Regions from separate parts of the Bombyx mori genome. Here region 2 is linked to region 1. The links are chromatin contacts, called in public Hi-C maps. All regions are on one chromosome and are shown on one strand. Each heading gives the region's core, a stretch centred on a gene start, on an enhancer-like site or on the middle of the called end of the contact. The rest is flanking DNA. Distances are from core to core; before and after follow the strand shown.

Region 1 (7,564 bases), core at 1,860-4,359:
TTCTACTCCACTTAAAAACAATACTGGTGGTAGGACCTCTTGTGAGTCCGCACGGGTCGGTACCACCACCCTGCCTATTTCTGCCGTGAAGCAGTAATGCGTTTCGGTTTGAAGCGCGGGGTAGCCGTTATAACTATACTGAGGCCTTAGAACTCATATCTCAAGGTGGGTGGCGGCATTTACGTTATAGATGTATATAGGTTCCAGTAACCACTTAACACCAGTTGGGCTGTGAGCTCGTCCACCCATCTTGTAAATCTGTCCACCAAGTACATATATTTATGTTATAATTTGATTATGTTTCGCTCATCCCTGCCGGTGGGAAAAAGTCAAGTAGAAGAAAATGCACATACAGTTCCTTGACATAGCATTGTATATTAATCGCATTTACTAATCTTTTTATTACGTAAACGGGCGAACGATCTCACGGCTCACCTGGTGTTAAGTGGACCCCATAGACATCATAGCGGGTTTGATTTTTATTATACAATGTTATTTCTTCATCGTGGAAATCATTCGTAGGAAAAACGTATAATACATTTCATAATAAAAATTTGCTACCTGCCTGCGAGTTTTGAACATCGGCCCAATGGCATCGCTCGATACGAGTTCACCGGGCGTCTTATCTTTTAGACCACGACGACTTACTTTAATTTCTTTTGTTATGTATTTGTTCTTATATGATAAAATTGATAAGATGTAAGGTTGGAAAAAAAAAAATTTTACACGAAACTAAAAATCAATAAGACAGTCGCTTGAAATCTTAATATATTTATGTTACGTATGACTTATGAATACCTATTTAACATAAAAAAAATAATTAAATGAATACACAGAATGTAGTCTCGTATTGTGATTATTTGGAAATAGAAGACTCAAAAAGCTTCTAAACTGGTTTTGTTGAATTATTCAAAAATACATTGAAAGACAAAGGAAGAAGCGCCCGTGGCCTACTTTTCCCAGTGTTCTCATAGGCAGGCATATTTTTTAGGGTTCCGTGTCTTTGTTAATTGGCGACTATAATATTCTAAGATAAAATTTGCAATGGAGTATTTACTTTGCGATGGCACTGTATACATTTAATAAGGAATGGAAAAAATACTGAACACATATAAAATTCCAATATACAAAGTATTCTAGTATTGTTTCAAAGCAAATTTTCCATACATGTGACGATTCTACCTCACGTGTTTGATGTAAATTTTTTCTACCATTCTTGATTTAAACATTGTTCAACTACTAATTCACTATGTGTAATCTGTAAGTGCTCGCAGCCTGATCCTCATTTAAATCCGCTCATTTTCATTTAATTAATTAAGCCGTCTTCGGCTTAAAATAATTAAATTAAAAAGAGCAAGGATTCTCGTTAGACATTTAAATTAGCCTTTGTTATTATTCTTTTTTAAGTAACCTGTGTTTGAATTTTCAATTGTGAGGTACGTATATTTCTTTTCGCTTTACTACCACTTATTACTCGAGAGTCATAATAATATTATACTAGTGGTCCGGAGAGTGTTGTAAGATCCCATTTGTAGATAGGACAACCCTGCCTATTTCTGTCGCATGTAGTTGCACAAACAATTTAAAAAAACAGTTACAAAAATGTTAGACGTCCACTTTACTATGCGTTTTATTAAATTTTATTGAGTTGTTTTTGAAATGTAAAAATGACGCGTCGCCTTTATTTTAATTCTTTATTCGGAGATCGATTAGATCGATTAGAAATGCACTGAAAGAGAGATACATTGACATAATATTTGCTTTATAAGTGAGCAGATGCATGTTCCTAGGAGATGTATGGAAATGGTAGTGCAAGGTAGAGGGGAAGAGGTCGACCGAAAAAGTCATGGATGGAGTGTGTCAATGACGATATGAGGGAAAGAGGAGTGAGTATTGAGATGATCGCTGATAGAGGAGAACGGAATAGGAAAATATGCTGTGCCGACTCCACCTAGGGGGATAAGGCGTAGACAAAGAAAAATAATATCTGCTTTATAAACTAGATTAGTCATACAGTGAAACACTGAATTTAGATTTTGAAACGTCAATGGTGTTTGTTATCTTTGACATTTGGATTCGTAATCACACGATGATGCAGCCGTTTCAGAGATTACGTATTAACACAAACCGTTCTTATATATTTGGTTACACAAATAATTTCATTAATATGTCGTTGAGTATTTAATACCTATAGAGACGTTCTTATTTTTAAATAAGTTATTGTAATCTTCCGTTCCAAAACCAAAAAAAATAATTATTGTAATCTTCCTTTTTTCTAAATTTTTTATTCCAATTTTAAAATAGATTTCGAAACATAGGAGAACAAAAAAAAACAAAAAAGGTCTGCAACGAACCAAAAAGTTTTTTTTTTTATCGAAAATTGTTACATAGTTGAGTAATGAGGAAGAAATAGTATTTATAGTGGAAAATGGACTTATATGACAAATTGAAAAACCAAAAAGTGTAGTAAGGGTGGGTGGCGTTAGGGGCGGGCGGCCCGTAGCTGGTTCTACGTGTGCGGGCGGCGTAGAGCGGGCGCGCGCCATTCGCGTCGACGCCACCGCCGGCCGCACGCGCTCCTGACGCGCTGCCTCACGCGTCTCCCGCGCTCCTTCCCGCCGACAGACATGACGGTCACTGAGTGCCACCACCAACTCGAGCCCAGCGACGCTACTGCTCAATCGCCGCCCAACGACTCCGATCTACTCCTGGGCAGGGTCCTAGCAGGTCAGTCCCATCATTATCCTCACGACCACCACCATCACATTCTCTCAGTTATGCTTCTAAACTTAATTTTTTTTGTATCAGTCGCCTTTAATTATTAGCTTTTCATTATTTTATTTGTATTTCATTGTTTATTGTTATCAAATTCTCATAACATTCATTTCGTGTAAACGAACGTCCCCGCACGAATATAAATATTAGGTTATCACTATGATATAATAATAATAATCTTTACCATGAATGATTCTGTAAAGCGATTGATTAAATAACTGTAGTAATAAATAGGGATAGAAGAAGTCCTTTTCACTTTCATACGAGACTGGTATGGCGGGCGAATGCGGGGCGGTGCAGGTGAAGCGGGGGCTGGCCGCGAATCTAGGGCAAACGGAGTTCGTTGCCCTCGGCCTTCCCGGCTATATTCGACGTCGCTAATCACCATCGCGCTCCCGCACCCCTCCATACCCCCCGCTTCCCATTTTTCTCTAATCGGTCGGACGTCGGACTAGGAATTAAATTTTAAATATTTTGAGGAAATTAAACACAACATTTTGAACTATTGAAACAATGAAGTAACCAATTAAATGTTTTGACTTTTGGACCTTGTCAATAATAAAAAACGTTATTTTTTTAAATATATATATCTAAAGTAGGAACTAACTATTTTTAGATTTAAAATGTAATCGCAACAAGATCGTTTTTTTTTTAATACCATTCATTATGAATACATATTGCCAGTTTCCGAATACGGTAATTTTAGGGAAATCTTTTAATATTATTTCAAAAAACGATATAACTAATTTTGTGAATATACTTCAAATGATGAAGTTAAAATAGTTAGGTGTTATTTTAATCAGATCAACATGGTATGAGTAAAGTTATATATGATAGGAAAATATATGATCAGCAAGGAGAACATGCGAATCTATGAGCAGAATTTATGGTTGACTTGAGTATTTCGCAAGTGGAACCCATCGCTGAATGCCATTTAATTTTGGAGGCCGCGTGCGCAGTCGGAGGGCCCGCGGTCAACGGCCCCGCGCGCTATCTAGGTCGACTCGGAATAATCTAGCGGAGATACTCTAATAATAATCCACAAGAAACCTTGAGATGTACGGCTGTCCCACTCCCACTCATGGCACTTCTGTACCCGCAAATAGTGACAACATTCTGTTTCGCAATATAGATTCGTTATGCGGAGTCACCAACAAAATTTTACTGTCTCTTTTTCGCTATGCGCCTAGGCACTATAACTGGGCAGACTTGATAACTAATATAGTTACATTTTGATTTAGATTAGGGAGTATCCTGTAAAGAAAATCTTATTTGAATTTCAATTATTTTTAAATAATTATAAAGATTAATGATTCGGCAAGTTATTACAACACAGTCTATTAATAAACAGACAATTTCTTATGGAAATTAACTGTTTTATGTTCAATTCAAGTCAAGTCCCTGACCTAACTCAACGTTCGTTATCGATTGATAGCTTATAGGGTAAACTAAATTACATATTTATCCATTTAGAATTATTTCTCAACACACGTTTTTTGATTAAACTTAAATTAATTATTTGACATTTCGAAGCATTAGTTTAATTAAGCATTATAGGTATTTCTAATTCGGCACTCGTTCGAGTAAAACCTCTTCCTTATTTGTCGAGAAATGATTTATTAGAAGTATAAATCAAATTGGTAATAAAACCTTAAAGTAATAAGACTGTTTAGAGTATTGGAAAAAAAAAAAAAAAAAACGTCGATCATAATTTTACGCGACGTAAACTAAACTCGTGTGATCGATCGTAAATGTTTTATTTTACGAAGCGTGTATGGTAAAAATAATATTGAAACAATGTGTTGCGTGTGTAATGTGTGACGTGTACGAGGAGAGGGGGGTGCGGGGCGCGGGCGCCGCGGCGACTCGGTATTGCGATCAAGGCCTCGAGTTCGTTCACCCGCCCGCAATTGGGTCACGTTGGTCGCTCTGCGCCGCGCACCCCACACACAAATAACTGTTTAAATCACACTAAATCCGTACCTGTAACGTCACACATACACTATGTGGGTAACCTTAATTATTTACTTCAAAACAGCATATGTACCGTCCAAATACTTAAAGTTCTTAAGAAATCGTCAAAACAAAAAACGTGACGCGCACAAAAAACGAACACTATTGCCATATTTTGATTATGTTTGTTAGTTAATTTACGCAATCAAATTTGATTTATGTTAACAAATCTATGTTAACCAATTATTTTATATCAACGAAAGCACTGTTGTTAAACTCGAAGGCGAGTTATTTGTGTTAATATTGAGAAGTAAACATGTGATTTGTAAGAATTTCATCATTACACTTCGCCATCCTTCACCTACTTGTTACTTAACCATAAAGAGGCAGCAATTCAATCAACTTGCTATGGGTATACGGATAGATAGATAGTATATGGATTTTGTTGATTAAACGCATTTTTTTTCTACCGAAGCTGATTGATGGCTTAGAGAGACCAAGTCGGCGTCACCGGACTAGAAAATGCATATAATCTATATTTCCAATGATTCATTTATTCAAACTTCAAAATAATTAACGACCTATCTCATTGAAAATAATTACGTCACATAACCGTTTAGAAAAATTTAATTAATTAATTTTTTAAATCACACTTACATAATTTTGTTATGTTTAATTCAATTTCAAATTATTAAACTTATTATGGTATATAATTTTTTCTAAAATTAGTTAACGAGATGTAAATAAATCGAATTCACGGACCGGTTAGTTATCCATAAACATCGCGCATTATTATAAATTAAATTATGAATAATATTAAAAGCGCAACGTTGTGTTGGATAAAGATTACGCAACGTAATAATATCATTTGAGTGAAAGTGGCGAGTAAAAGTTATCAGAAAAGCGGGGACAAGGGAGTAGGTAGGCTCAGGGGTGAGCGGGGTGTGAGCGGGTGACGGGCGGAGGGGAGTAAGACCGTCAGAGTCTGCGGGTCGACGCCCGCGCCGCCCTGACCCCAATTTGTTCTGCGCTCGCGTCATATCGTGCAGACCTCTCTCGTCCAGGCGCTCTGAACGGAAAATACCCATCGTTACGACATAACTGTTTTTCAACTTTTTTTTTGTTTTTTGTTTCTCTTGTTCTTCAATAACAGTTAAGCAGTACGAGTCGAATCGATCGATTAAAAAAACTTCTGTAAAATTAACACATTTAAATTATCAATTCACATAGTCATCAAACTATAATTCATAGAATATATGCATATATATTTTTTTATGACTGCTTACTAGTGCTACGTCTAGTTATTTTTTCTGTTTTTACTAATAAAATCGAAAACTTTTTTAGTTACCGGTCAATTTGACCGAGCGCGGCTGGAATAGGTACACAAGAACTGCCGGCAGTTTTAGTGTTATGAGTACTTATTCAGGGAAAACTACCTTTTTATACACAACGTAATATGTAAACACACACACATACACCGAAATTAGAGTGTATTCTATTGCGAAAACATTTAATATTCAACCGTAATTAAGGATTGTGAAAGGGCAAACTCGCATATGGAACTAAGGGCACATGTATTTTAAAATAGACGGACATCGCTCAGTCATAAACATCGTATTTAAACTATAAACTCTAAAACCGTGGGAACGTAATAAAATTGTGGTTATTTATGAAAAAAAAATTGGACTGTGACATACTTGGACTATGACACATTTATTCATAGTTCCTAAACGAACTCCTACACTAACTCCACAATAGCGTAGTCTTTTTTTTCTCTGAGTCGCCTAGCTGTCCGAGTTTCTTCATTACACAAACCCACGTTTATTAACATGGAACGTTGTATTCGTTACCTAGTTTTTTGTAGCGTAATCTTTCAATGTAAACACTGTCCGTAATTGCATCTGTGCGGGACGAACGGTTGTCGTGCAATTCTAAATTAAACAACTGATTTTTGAATTCATAAAGCGAAAGGCAAAAGAGATTGTGTCCGCTTCGACTGTACAAGAGTCAAGTGAACTAAAGAAATACCACTAAAAATATAATTAATTATACTCTAGGTTCCCTTTTGTGATACCTAAGAAACTACTCATTAGTCGAACGCTTAGTGATCTTAACTACTGTAACTATTCCATTTTGGTAATGATGTATAAATATATCTTTTGTATTTAACTAGCGACCCGCCCTCGCTTCGCTTCGGAAACTGTAATTTATTATTGATTTCTCCATGGATGTTATTATACATATAAACCTTCCTCTTCAATCACTCTATCTATTAAAAAAAACCGCATCAAAATCCGTTGCGTAGTTTTAAAGATTTAAGCATACATAGGGACAGATATAGGGACAGCGAAAGCGACTTTGTTTTATATTACTATGTAGTAATGTATCGCACTGTTTATTTGTTTTTTGGTGTACAATAAAGAATACTCTCTCTCTCTCTCTCTCTCTCTCTCTAATATATCGTGTATATAAAAATGTGTGGTTGCTTTTTAAATTCACGTAGCAACCGATTAATAGATCGTTGTTATTATGTTAAAAGATGTAGGTTTATGGGCCAGATTGAGACATAGACTAGTTTTATCCGACAAAAATTATTAAATATTTGTTCTATTCATTTAGAATTAATTGTACTGGTGGTAGGACCTCTTGTGAGTCCGCACGGGTAGGTACCACCACCCTGCTTATTTCTGCCGTGATAATGCGTTTCGGTTTGAAAGGTGTGGCAGCTGTTCTAACTATACTTAGATGTCTATGGGCTCCAGTAACCACTTAACACTTAACTAAGCAATAAAAAAAAAATTAAAAAATAATGTGACATTTAATATGGGTAAAATCA
Region 2 (7,564 bases), core at 2,839-5,338, 34 kb before region 1:
CATTCGCGAAGCAACTGCTCTTGAGTTGTTAGGTCTCCTTTGGAGGCACTCGGGCAGCTGTTAGCAAATCTCACTTCTCCAGACTGAGTTTTTGCTCTCCTGCCTGTCCTGGGGAAACTAGAAAGGCCTCCGGGCCACCAGTAATTCTTCATTCATAAAAAAAGGACAAATATGACAAATTACTGGGTAGGTTATTATTATCATAGTCTTTAAGGAGTCGCTTACTACTGTAGTAAATGTACTAAAAACCGCGAGTTGAAAAGGAAGGAGTAGTGGAAGATTTAAGGATAGAGTGAAGAGTCTATAAAACCGCTAATAATAAATAATAAGAACGGTGTAAGACACAAATAGCCATGGTCGCGAAAATAGAAGACCAAATTCTGAAAATGTTAAAAAGACAGTTAAATGCGTGAAAAGGTCACAGTATTCAGGTAAAACCATAACTATATTTAATTATTGGAAAAATAAAGCAACAAGTTGTACAAGCCATACAAAGCACGAAGAATATATCAGAAACTTTATCATACCCGGGCTGTGTCGATTTTACTTAAAGGTCGAGGATTTTACTAGACAACCAAGATGTATTGCCAAAGACGAAGGAATACCATGTAAGTACCGGACTGGACGTGAATCCACAGTCTCCACATTTATGAAGATGAAGTAAATAATAAATATCTCCAAATTATGTTATGATCATCAGTGTTAAATCAAAGCTAATTTTTAGTTAAACAAGACCTATGTACGTACCTATGTCATAACTACTTTATAATTTCAATATTAAATTTAAATAATGAGCTTTTTCTTACCAAGAACTAAAATACTTTCTCAAAAAAAGGACTGTAGTTCCTACATTCTAATAAACGCTATATATCCTAAACACACGTAAGTACCTACTGGACTTTATTATTCCAAATACATTATATTACTCAAATTATCCAACGGCATGGAAATATTCGCAAAGTCAACGCAGGCAATTAAAGGTGTAAATCTGGAAAATATCGTTTCTTGTTTGTATACGTAATTTAAGTCTGGGCAGCGCTCCGCTATTATGTTTGCATGAGCATGTGTTTTGTGGCATTGAACACTAATAATAATCGGTGAACTTGACATTGGGAGCGGAGGCTCGTCATCGCAGCAAGATTCACCTTCGCGCTTGCACATCGTTACGACTCGTTGGAGAGACAAGGATGAGCGATATTATCTTTTTGTATTCACGAGTGTTTGTAGGTCAGTCATGTATTTGTTCCGGACGATAGTCCGAAAGTCGGCTGGAGGTTACATTACGTGCCTAGTTATTTACGTCAGGACTGAGCAAATCAGCAAATATGTTTTGCCAAGATACACAATTAAAATTGATTTAAAAAAATCAAATGTAACTACACTTCCGAGAAACAAATTATGTATTTTAGAAAATATATTATTATGTGGGTATGTTTTTAAAGAAATTTTTTTTGAGAATCAAAGAAGATATGATAGGTATTTAACAGTTTCATCTATTTATTTATATAATATGGAATATTTAATCGTTTTACTCTATGAAAATTGCGGACAAAATTCTAATTTATTCCATTGGTTTTTTAACAAAATTGAGATCAGCGTACTCTAGCAGCCATTTTGAAACCTTTTTGTACGCAAGGAATCTGCAGACCATCGTCATGTTGGAAGAGTTCGCTAGATGGCGCTATGCCAGTGTAACTTTCTTTTTGAGTTTCACATAATAAAATATAGGTGGCATTGCTTGTTAAGAAGTTCAATCAGCTTTTTACTCGTATACTGAAATTTAAAATAAGATTTTTACTTACCTTACAATTTTTTTATATTACCATGTATTAATAATATATTATATTACCAAAACGAATATTTAATTAAGTATCTATCCAATTACCTACCTTTATAAATAATATTTTTTGTGTTTATATTGCATGGCGCGATATTTAAATAATACAAACAAACACAGTAAGATCTCTTTTTACTTTACATAATACCTATTAAATAATTACTGATAGTGAATTCAACATATTATTATGTTTTTAATTTTGTCATTAATGTGTGGTTATCAGTCTAAAAATATTTGGTTGGAAACTTCGCGATTCATCACATTGTCATGTTCTGTAGAGTGTAGACTAAGCGCTGCCGGACGGTGATTTTGCGACTGTACTACGTCAGCGATCAGTTCTTTAGCACGTTCCACGTAACAAAATGCGTCACTCGGTCGTCGCTCCCTTTAAAACAAATGAGTGAGATCATTTTGTTTATTACATTGCCCATTATGGTTTGACCTATTTTTATATGTTTATAGCCTTGTGCTGTGAATAGCAAATAGAATTAGTTAACAAAGTTTTTGTAGAAGTACATTTACGATAGCTTCACTGGTTAGTTATTGATTGGCGAGCCGGATTTAATTATTCTGTAGTATTATTATTTTATAATAGTATTATTGGTATTCGCTGTTACTATTTATAATATACTATTCAATAAATGGTTTATCGCACTATATAAACTACTAATCTATAATATCATCAAGTATTAGATTTTAAGTATTTGGGTCTTAGTGTATTTTTTTATAATTGCATGTTGTTTCTGATACTGATGATATACTGGTGGTAAAGTGCTTATGCAATTGGAATAACCGTCTTGTCTATAGTATTATTCTACGTTCTCTATTTTGTGAAGCAGTATTGCATTCCGGCCGTACGTACAGCCGTTCTCCTCTTCTTTTTCTCCACCTTATCCCATTAGGTGGGGTCGGCACAGTTAATTTTTCTCTTCCATTCTTTTCTTCTATGAGCCTTCATTGACACACTCCATCCATGTCTTCGGTCGACCTCTTCCTCCTCTACCTTGCACTACATTTCCATACATCTCCTAGTCACATGCATCTTCTCTCTACGCATCACAATATGTCCATACCACATACGTACAGCCGTTAAACTAAACAAATAAGATTTCGTGTCTCAAAGTAGGGGCGGGACTCGCTCTTTGATGACTACGGGTCCCTGTAATGGCTCAACACCAACTGAGCGCGTCCACCCGTCTAAGCAAACAACAACAAAACAATTTAATACGAAACATCATAAACTGAAAGTCAGTATTTTCCACTCACTTTTTGGATATTTTTAAAATTGGAGTTGATTGCAAATGACGCCCGCCTGTCTTAAATAGTTACGGAATCCACAGACACCGTAACAAGAATGCTGCTATACGCCTACCATGAGACATCTTGAGGCAGAAGTCGATCTCTCAATGATATCGGTATGGCTATTATTAGAGAACAGAGTAGTTGGATGTAGGTGATAATTTAATGACTCATTATGAATCTCTGCCTCTCTCTTTCTAGGTTAAAAAAACAAAAACTTATGCACAATTAATATTTTAAATACTATATATTACTTGCCAACAAAAAACTCCTCATTAAAAAATAAACCACATTTATTTGAGGTTAAGTTTCTGCTACTCGACGCTAGATGGCTCTGCTCTCCTGTTTGAGCGCTACAAATATAATCTGATAATATTAAAATTATTAATGTAAAAACTCCTTTTGTGGTGCGGTATAGCGGGAAGGTTTTTTGCTTCAGCATAAGTTGTTTTGCGTGTATTGGTAACGACCCCGTTTTGCTTTTGTCATTGCCATAGACCACGAGAGACAATGACCACATTACATCAGGTGGCCTGCAAGCTCGTTTGCCTTGGACCCAAAAAAACTGATACGTGTAAATGTGACGCATTTCTAACTTTTTATACAACATAATTTATGTAAATTTACATTTCATGTGTATTTTACAATAACCATTCAGCATTATCGTGTACCATCAATGATTTTTTTTATTGTTTCGTAATAACGAAAGCACAGTGAAATTCATGATAGAAGAACAAAAAAAATGTGGTTTCTCAATAGAACGGTTGTTGTTTTAAAGGCGTCTTCCATACATTATCTAGGTAAGTTAATCCAAAAGACCTTCAGGTGTAATATCGATATGACAGGAGCGTAATAAAATAAAGCAGTTTGCCGGAGAAGGGCGATATCGTAACTGTAGGCAGCGATAGCAAGCGGCCGCCGCGCAACCTTGCAGAGTTTGTTGCTCCCGGCGGGCGCGGGAGGGGCGCGGGCGGCGGGCTTGCGGGCGCGGGACGAGGCTCATCTGACCTCCAATGACACGGTCTAACTGCGCGAAACCACAGTTTTAACCAAACAGCATGCATTATCATAATTAATTTAAAACATAATTGCATGCCGTAAATATGTTTGCGTTTCATGTTTCAATGGTCTTGATAATTTAAACAGGCGATTCAATGACCAAGCACAATACTCGACCGAATAATAATCTCGACCCGAATCGTATCGCCGAATTCGCGAACGGAAAAATACGTTAGACCTTGATTTATTTATCGAACATGTGCTCACCTGATATCGTCAGAGACGGTCGCCGTGTCCAGGTTTCCCATTAGCCAACAACAGAGCTGATCCTAATATTCAAAACAAATATTTCTATTCTTATCTAAAACAATACGTAAATTTTTATTGTTGGTTTGTCCGTCTTTTTCACAGCACCACCACATGACGGAGCCATAGATCATTCCAATTTTCACAGAGAAACCCGTACATTACGAATCTAAAAATGACCGGTTGTTGTCGAAAAAACGAATTTACGGGTGAAACCTTGACGCGGACCCAGTTTAAAAATAGATTAAAAATTAGAGCTTTATCGCATTAATTAAATTTAAATGTAATGCTAATTTTGACGCGAGGAATTCTGAATTCCGACGCACAAAGCAGCGCGTTGACGTCACGCTCGTAATGAGTTTGTTTATTCAAATCAAAATACACTGGCAGATGTTGGCGGGATCCTTCACACAATACCGAAGGTAACGACAAAGTTCATCGTAACACTAACGTCAGTGGCGTCGTGTTTGTTCCCCCGCGCCTGCATTCACATGCAAATTTTAAGATAAACACGTATCATTATGAAAACATAACAAGATAATTACCTGACTATCATACGAAATTAAAGACCGTTCTTGATGAAGTTTATTGCTCTAATTGTAGGTTGTTTACTCTTGTTTTACGCACTTGTTTGGATTATGTACATGCCCTACGCAGATTCATGTTTCAATTATCATACATACGTACTTATTTGACTGTACATATGTGTATGATGTCTTTTTGATCGTCGTAGATAGGCAATCGTTCTCATCGCAGCCTGCACAGTTCACATCACATTTACTGGTGGTAGGACCTCTTGTGAGTCCGCGCGGGAAGGGACCACCATCCTGCCTATTTCTGCCGTGAAGCAGTAATGCGTTTCGGTTTGAAGAGTGGGGCAGCCCTTGTAACTATACCTTAGAACTTAAATCTCGAGGTGGGTGACACATTTACGTTGTAGGTGTCTATGGTATCTAGTAACCACTTAACACCAGGTGGGCTGTGAGCTCGTCCGCCCATCTAAACAATAAAAAAAAGCCGGTATTAAGTGATATAGAGCCCATTTAGAGACAACTGACAATGACTGTTTTTCCTAGTTATACGCTGGTAGCTTAAGAGGCTATTCCAGCTACGCCCGGACGGGTAGGTGAGCTCACGAGTCCAATCTGAGTGATTTTGCTAGCACTAGCAAGAGCAGTGCTTCGCTGAATCTACCACGGGATCGGAATCGCATCCCATTGAGAAGTTCCGGCGAGAAACTCAGTGAGCTGTGTCTATAGGCCAACAATGAAATCGCCTTAAAAAAATTAAGTAAATATTTCTATTGCTTTCAAGCAGACATATCCTTCAAATAGGAACAAAGAGAACGCAAAGATTTACGCTTGTAAACTGAAATAAAAAGCAAAAATGATCCCGGTCAGAATATTAGGAGTATTCTTCTTATATTGAGGAGGAGGTCAGAATATTAGTAGGAGTGATCTGAGGAATTGTTTGAGATGATACCGTCATCTCGTTTTTACCATCGCACCGCCCGCCACCGGAGTAGAGTTCATCCACAGTGCGCTTCCAGAGATCTTTTTTGCCACGTACCATCCGGCTTTGGTATGAGCTCCCCTCCACGGTGTTTCTCGAGCGCTATGACATATCCTTCTTCAAACGAGGCTTGTGGAGAGTACTTAACGGTAGGCAGCGGCTTGGCTTTGCCCTGGCATTGCCGAAGTTCTAAAATTGGGTAAAGTAATACAATTATTATATTACCATCAATCTTTGACCCGTGTACAAATTTTCAAGGTAATAGGACGTCTCCAAGTCTGTGAAAAATACGTTGAAAGGTTTCCATCACATATACTCGTATATGTATATAAATACAGTTCAAGCTAATGAAAGCATGTCAACAATGGATGGCGCGCGCCAATGGATGCCATCACAGTACATATTTTTGAGAGGATGAGCATAAAGGATATGAAGCGTCTCCTCAAGTACTTCGGATACGTGGCCCGACGAAATCCTGACAACTTGGAAAAACTAATAGTTGTAGGTCACGTGGAAGGAAAGAGAAGTCGAGGAAGATCGCCAACCAGGTGGACGGACATTGTCAAGGAGGCCACAAACACCAGCGTCCCGGGCGCCATTAAGCAGGCCCAATGCAGGCAACATTGGAGGAAACTGGTGCAGAAACTAAACCAAGGTGGTCACGACCCTCAGTAATGAGGAAGCGACGAAAAAGAAGGATTTTCTTCTATATCGTTCCCTCACTACTGAGGATCGCGACCACATGCGACATTTTTCCACTGTGTTCGATCATGGGTGGCATGGACCGCATGGTACAGACTACCACCAAGTGCTTCTCTTACTAGGTCTGACCATCTGGTTGGTGTTCTGCCCACGGCGCGCTTGCCCTCTATGCGACCCGTAATTATGAGCTTCTCTAATTCATGTCTGGGAAATCGCATGATGTGTCCGAAGAAGCTCATAACACGTTCCCGGCAGATGGAAGAGAGCCTTTTTCGGAAGAAGAAGGATAACGATAAGTTAATCGAAGGTACAAGAATCATATTAATGCAATGAAATATTCGTTATCAAGTACCATATACTTGACTCGCAACGAACGGACGTCTGGGTGTTTCTATTACAAAACAAAAGTCGAAATAAGGATGCCCCAGTTGTGAAACGTGCTTAGGTGGAGATTAAATGATACGTCCGGATGTCACTCCAGTAGCTGATGTTTACATCCACGATGTATCTGACCTATATCACAGCACTATTGTGTTATTCATGAGCCGTTTCACTCTACCTACCTCCACCTACACGTAGAATTTCACGTTTCATAAAATCATCTTCAAACGAAGAACAAAATTGGAACAATACTACAATGTGTAAGAACTTTTTCGCTTTGACTTGTTTTTTTGTTGTTGTTGTTGTTGCTTAGATGGATGGGCGATCTCACAGCCCACCTGGTGTTAAGTGGTTACTGGAGCCCATAGACATCTACGACGTAAATGTGCCACCCACCTTGAGATATAAGTTCTAAGGTCTCAAGTATAATTACAACGGCTGCCCCATCCTTCAAACCGGAACGCAATACTGCTTCACGGCAGAAATAGGCAGGGTGGTGGTACCCGCGCGGACTCACAAGAGGTCCTA

The links. Hi-C and Micro-C count contacts between places; a contact is called where the count stands out from the background.
Region 2: a Hi-C map of midgut shows a contact between it and region 1, with 1.5 times the contacts expected there. The contact joins two enhancer-like sites. A contact is called at or near these places in 5 of 7 Hi-C or Micro-C datasets (middle silk gland, midgut, posterior silk gland and 1 more).

Annotation. Positions count from the first base shown.
Region 1 is chr10:7,891,721-7,899,284 of ASM3026992v2, reverse strand. All of the region lies in intron 1 of E75 (nuclear hormone receptor E75), which reads left to right. Among protein-coding and RNA genes, the nearest start is that of LOC134199506, 57 kb to the right of the region's middle. Within about 2 kb of position 3,109, at least 7 of the 8 cell types and tissues checked have open chromatin away from gene starts, as enhancers often do.
Region 2 is chr10:7,926,940-7,934,503 of ASM3026992v2, reverse strand. All of the region lies in intron 1 of E75 (nuclear hormone receptor E75), which reads left to right. Among protein-coding and RNA genes, the nearest start is that of E75, 38 kb to the left of the region's middle. Within about 2 kb of position 4,088, at least 7 of the 8 cell types and tissues checked have open chromatin away from gene starts, as enhancers often do.